2 separate regions of the Mus musculus genome follow, and region 1 is linked to region 2. The links are chromatin contacts, called in public HiChIP or PLAC-seq maps. All regions are on one chromosome and are shown on one strand. Each heading gives the region's core, a stretch centred on a gene start, on an enhancer-like site or on the middle of the called end of the contact. The rest is flanking DNA. Distances are from core to core; before and after follow the strand shown. Region 1 overlaps Dnah6 (dynein, axonemal, heavy chain 6). Region 2 has its middle 27 kb from the start of Kcmf1.

The links. HiChIP or PLAC-seq counts read pairs in DNA pulled down with a chosen protein or histone mark.
Region 1: a CTCF HiChIP or PLAC-seq map of the NIH/3T3 cell line shows a contact between it and region 2, with 10 read pairs. The contact joins two enhancer-like sites. A contact is called at or near these places in 1 of 39 promoter capture datasets (neural stem cells), 1 of 15 datasets of contacts at CTCF or cohesin (the NIH/3T3 cell line), 2 of 484 Hi-C or Micro-C datasets (adipose-derived mesenchymal stem cells and embryonic stem cells), 5 of 115 datasets of contacts at active chromatin or transcription factors (CD8 T cells, DN3 thymocytes, bone marrow-derived macrophages and 2 more) and 1 of 9 other capture datasets (adipose tissue).

What each region holds. Positions count from the first base shown.
Region 1 is chr6:73,208,913-73,211,900 of GRCm38.p6, forward strand. The region is part of intron 2 of Dnah6 (dynein, axonemal, heavy chain 6); the gene reads right to left. Among named protein-coding and RNA genes, the nearest start is that of Dnah6, 11 kb to the right of the region's middle. Within about 2 kb of position 1,704, at least 106 of the 459 cell types and tissues checked have an H3K27ac peak or open chromatin away from gene starts, as enhancers often do. A contact at or near this core is called in the NIH/3T3 cell line and bone marrow-derived macrophages, where this site is marked.
Region 2 is chr6:72,925,424-72,928,291 of GRCm38.p6, forward strand. No RefSeq gene overlaps it. Among named protein-coding and RNA genes, the nearest start is that of Kcmf1, 27 kb to the left of the region's middle. Within about 2 kb of position 1,603, at least 175 of the 459 cell types and tissues checked have an H3K27ac peak or open chromatin away from gene starts, as enhancers often do. A contact at or near this core is called in the NIH/3T3 cell line and bone marrow-derived macrophages, where this site is marked.

The DNA.
Region 1 (2,988 bases), core at 454-2,953, 280 kb after region 2:
GACACCTTGTCATCTGGCCTGAAGTAAGAATAGGTAGCTAGAAAGAGTAGGCAACCCCCGACCCCCACCCCACCCCCACCCCACCCCGGGAAGTCTCCATAGTCTAACCAATTGTAGAATCAGTCAGACCTCTAGAGACAGAGCTAACCAATCAAGGTAAAAGGGCACACACCCCTCCCTGGAATCCCCTGTCAATAAAAGCCACCTGGGCTGCGGGGCGTCCTCCAGGGGTATCCATTTCCAAATGAAGAAACCCCCTGCATGCAGGAAATTCAGCTGAATCGACATCTATTCTGTCCCAGCACACACATGGCAGCTCATCTCCTTCCTCAACTCCAGGAGATCCAACATTCTATTCTGTCCTCCTTGGGTACCAGACATACACACACAGTGCACAGACATGTATTTAAGCAAAGCATTCATACCTGTTAAATAATATTTTTTAGAGCTGTGAGCCCACACTGACATCTTAGAGAAGAACATGTATTCTCTAAGAATGGTGATAGCAAGTAAGGCTATGGGACAATTTTAATATCAGAAAGCAGCCTCTTGTTGATTTAAAATACCATGAATTTTTAAAAGCCAGGGAGCATTGGAGATGGCTCAGCAAGTAGAGGAACTTGCTTCCAAACCTGGTATCCTGAGTTCACTCCTTGGGGCCTACCTGTTGGAGAGAGCTGACCCCATATGCCTGCTGACCTGCATATGCCTCTCCCATTTGGCACATGTCCCCCAAAAATGTAATTTTAAAAGTGTAAGTAATTAAAGATATTCTAAGAACATTTTACATCTTGCAGGGAACTGTTCTTGATTGTGAGCCAAGGTATCCGAGAGTGAAGTGTTATGATGTCCGCAACCCACTTTAAGTGACAAAGCAACAGGCACACATGGGTGTGTGGACAGGCGTAAAGTAAATGGAACAATTCTTGAATCTGGGTGGGAGGGGTGTAAGCTTGTGCACGGTTCCTTCGGCATTTCCATATATTTGGAACTTCGGATAAGGGAGAGTACCATGCTGCAGTCTCTATGCAAGGAGAGAGAGACTGCAGTGAGGTGTGGGACACTGGGACACTGGGACAGTCTGTGGTTCCCAGGAGAGGGAGCTTGTACCTGGATTTCAGCCAGCCAGTCCCTGCTCCCTCTCCTAAAGACCCTGCTAACATCTGTAACATTGATTCTTCTGAAAACAGACTTTATTCTGGGCCAGCGAGAGAGCTCAGTGGATAAGGGTCTTTGTAGCCAAGGCTTAAGACCTGCATTTAACCTCTGAACCCATACGTTGGAAGGATAGAACCTATTTTCATAAGTTATTCTCTGGCGTCTAAATATGTTTTATGCATGTGTGTGTGCATGCACACACATAGTCTATGTAAAAATATTTTTGTTAAATTAGGGAAAATTCAACACTGTTAATGCTGCTTATTATATTTCTCTTTGAGGTGTTTATCTACAACTTCTCATAATAAAATAGAGACAGAAAAATTTTAACATATTGTAAACCAGTTCACAAAAACCGATAGTGAACAACAACTACCCTAAGTACAGAAATCCTGAAGCCGTTATTAAAATCAAGAATAAGGTCATCAATATCACTATCACCTTAGTGTTTGTTTTGGTTCCTGTTCTGTTGCTGTAGAGAGGAACATGATCAAGGCAACATAGAGAAGAAAGCATTTAGTTGGGGGTTTGCTTGTGGTTTCAGAAAGAAAGTCCATGACCATCGTGGTGGTGAGTAAGGCAGGAAGTGGGTAAGCATGGCGCCAGGGAGGTAGCTGAGAGTTGTCATCTGACTTGTGAGCAGGAAACAGCGAGAGAGAGAGAGAGAGAGAGAGAGAGAGAGAGAGAGACTTCTGAAGCCTCTAAGTCTCTCAAATTGTTCCTCAAGCTGGAAAGCAGACATTCAAATATATATGGGGACCATTCTCATTCTAACTACCACAGTATCAATTCTTCATTTTTGTCAGGGCACCTAGAACAACTGCCTTAGAATTTGGATCTGGAACATTCCTTAAATGCATATGTGCTGAAGGCTTGGTTCACAACCAGTGATACTACTAAGAAATGGCAGACACCAGAAGCTGGGGCCCACTTGAGTGTTGAGCGAAGCAGGTTGTCTGGGACATATGTTAAGGGTGTGTATGGTCCTCGGCTCCTTCCCTTTTCTTTCTTTCTGCCTCCTGGATGCCACAGCCGCCTCCATCACATGCTCCATCAACACTTTACTCTGCCTTGTTGCAGGTCCAGAGCAGAGCTGGCTGCCCAGGGACTGAAGCCTATGAAGTGTGAGCCTCAGTAAACCTCTTCTCTTTAAGTTCATTTCCTCAGGCATTTTGCCAGGGTGACAGAAACTTATGGAATGAAGATTCAGAAAAAAGCTTTCTACCACAGGCCAGATAAATGTTTTAAGCATTATGGGCCATAGAGTTTCTATTACAACCATATACTTCTGACATGGAAGCAGAAAAGAACTCTTGGGCATTATGCAAATAAATGGATGCGGCAGCCATCAATCCAAAAGATTAGAGTGTTCAATTTGACCTATGGGTCATAGTTTGAAAACTAAATAAATTAATTGGTTCAGTCATAAAGGCAGGAATATTAGAATTAGTTATATCTGTTATTTACATATATATCTGTGATATATATGTATATATATCGAAAACAAAAGCTGAAAATTAAATATGAGAATTTAAAAGGATATTATTGACAATAAACAGAATTCCTTAATTTCATTCTTGTGTATGTGTCTGAGTATGTGTGCACTACATGTGTGTGGGTACCCATAGCATCCAGAAATGGGTGTTGTATCCCTAGAGCTGTAGTTACAGATGGTTGTGATAGGAAGTGAACTCAGGTACTTCAGAAGAGCAGCAAAAGCTCTTATCTGCTGTGTCAGCTCTCCAGACCCCTGACAGGGCCTTCTTTCAAAATAAGGAACCAAATTAAAATAGTCAGCAATCATTTTTACATGAAAAAGACAGGACCTTA
Region 2 (2,868 bases), core at 353-2,852:
TGCTCCTGCCTTGATGATAATGGACTGAACCTCTGAACCTGTAAGCCAGCCCCCATTAAATGTTTGTCCTTTACAAGAGTTGCCTTGGCCATAGTGTCTCTTCATTGCAATGAAACCCTAGATAGAAGTTGGTACCAGGAACTGGGGTATTGCTGTGATAGGCCTGGCCGTGTTTTTGTTTGGAAGAATGTGGATTTTGGGACTTTGGATTTGGAAAGCAGTGGAATGCTTTAAGTGGGGTTTAATGGGCCATCCTAGTAAGAATATGGCATCACTGATGCTGAGTGTGGCTTGAACTGTGGGGGTCTTGCTTCAAAAGTTTCAGAGGAGAAGAATGTTAGTATATGGCCTAAGACTGTTTTTGGTGAAGAATATGGCTACTTTTTGTTGTCTGAAGAGTCTTCCTAAGGAATCAGATTAATTGCATTGACAAAGGAAAGTCTCATAAAAGCCCATACTTATAGTGACACACTTCTTTCAACAAGGCCACACCTACTCCAACAAGGCCACAACTCCTAAGAATGCCACTCTCTGAGTCAAGTACATTCAAACCACCACAGAGCATCTCGCCACCCCACTTCCCCATCCTTTTTTTTTTTTTAAAGACAAGGTCTTGTGTACTCCACGCTGTCTCTAAGCCCCCTGAGATATCATTGCTAACCTTGACCTCCTGATTTTCTTGCCTCTACTTTCCAAGAGCTGTGATTACAGGTGTGCACAAGCCGATTTATGTGAGTTGCTTAGATCAGATTGGCCTATGGGCATGTCTGTGGGAAACTGTCTTGATTAATGATGGATGTGGGAGGGCCAACCCACTGTTGGCAGAACCATTCCCCAAGTAGGCGTTTCTGGGTTGTCTAAGAGGCTGGTTAAGTTAGAGCCTTGACAGAGAGGAGTAAGCCAGCAAATGAACCAGCAAGCATCATTCCAGGGCAGCCAGGGCTACACAGAAAAACCCTGTCTCAGAAAACCAAAACTACAACAACGACACTTCATCAGACTGTTACCACATTGGAACATGGAATTTGTGGTGACTTAAATTTTTGTTCCTGGGTCATGATCACTCAGATTTGACTCCAGAATAAAGTATCTCCTATTTCCTGTGAGATTTTTGTGTGTTTGTTTTTGTCTGCTCAGTACATAAGTTTGTATCCTACTTAAAACTGAATACTTTCCTGATCATAACTACTGTTAGCTCAGTCTGTGATCCATAGTTGCTCCCAGCTGGAAATGGGTATTTGGAGTGATCCTTGGGGCAGAAAGGTGGGTTTCTGAAAAGCCAGATGAGCCTTGATTGTAGCTAGAGGCAGGGTCTGAGGAGGGTGGGGACAGAGAAACCAGCTCAGCGACTTCTTGTTCAGGCTTTGGAATGCTTGAGCTTCTGTCATCTAGCAGCCTCGGCACTGGCCAGATTGCTCCTTTGTTGAGGGTCCCTTTCTCATGCCAGGTTCCTGGGATGTGGGAGGAGTCTCACATCAGCTGTGGCTGAAAGAAGATCCCTGCCAGTGAATGGGCAGGAGCCACACCCAGCCGAGGTAAGTTGAAGTGGGAGGGACCTCGGTGGAGTGAGTCACACTTGAGTCACCCCAAAGTGACTCAGAGCCGGGAATGGAATCTCCTGCTGGGAGGACAGTGGGACAGGAAATTCCAGCTGGCTGAAGGGAGGGATAAGGGCTAGGGATGTCGAATGCCAAGTTTATGAACAAAGGGGAGTTTGAGGAGCAGGGAGAGGAACCCTCAGAACTTGCCAAACAGGAAGTCATATCTGGACAGCAGGTGGGGGCAAGGCAGCTTGCCCCCACCTGCTAATGATCCGGGGTCCAGGTGAGAAGTCGAGAGGGCCTGAGTGCTGACCACAGTGCATAGACAAGGCACACCTCAGGCTCCATACTGGCCCAGGCCCCAAGGAACCTCCCATGCTAGTGTAATCCTCTCTTGCTGTCTACTATGGCCATTCGATCTCTTGAAGTCTTCCCACACCCAACCTGACACTCAACAAACCCTAGGGATGTATACTGGCAGTATGTCATTATGATGCTATAGTAGCTTTGGCTTTTTTTCTGTTTTCTTTTTTCCTTTTCTAAAGCTAAAGTGTCACTCTGTAGCCAAGGCTGACATGGTTGGGAACTCCCTATGGAGGCCAGGATAACCTAGGCCTCACAGGAATTCGCTTCTCTTTTGCCAGTGCCTCTTGGGAACTGGTATGCTACTAATCCTGGCTTAATGATTTTTTTTTTTTTTAAATGTAGGCTTTAGGAATGAAAACCTTCCTGTTTTCATTGTTAATACTTCTCCTTTGGTCTTTGGCTGGAGAGATGGTGTAGTAGAGCCCACACTGTTCTTACAGAGGATGAGTTTGATGCTCAGAGTCCATGTCGGATTTCTTACTATTGCCTGTAACTCCAGCTCCAGGAGGATCTGATGACCCCGCTGGCCTCGGTAGATACATGCACATCTTTTTGCTGTTGTTGCTTTTGAGACAGGATTTCTGTGTAGCCTTGGCTATCCTGGAACTTGTTCTGTAGACCAGGCAATAATCCTATTTGTCAAAAATAAGATCACTACCACACTTTCAAGCCAAATTTGAAACAATCTTTAATTAAATACTGGCCAGGTTACTGGACTCTAGCCAGGCCCACACCTGAGTTTTAAGGAAAATGCTCCCAAGTCACAGTTTTCAGATGCTTAAAAAGGCAAACCCCACAATTGACCTTCTATCCATCAGGGGCAAGTGTACATTCTGATGTAATTCTTGCCCACATGGGATCAAGTCCATCTGGTGCAAATGGCTCAAACACACGTAGGACAAACAGGAATATATTCTTAATTGCAAACAGAACTCAACCTGTAAGGTCTATTTTTCCTGTT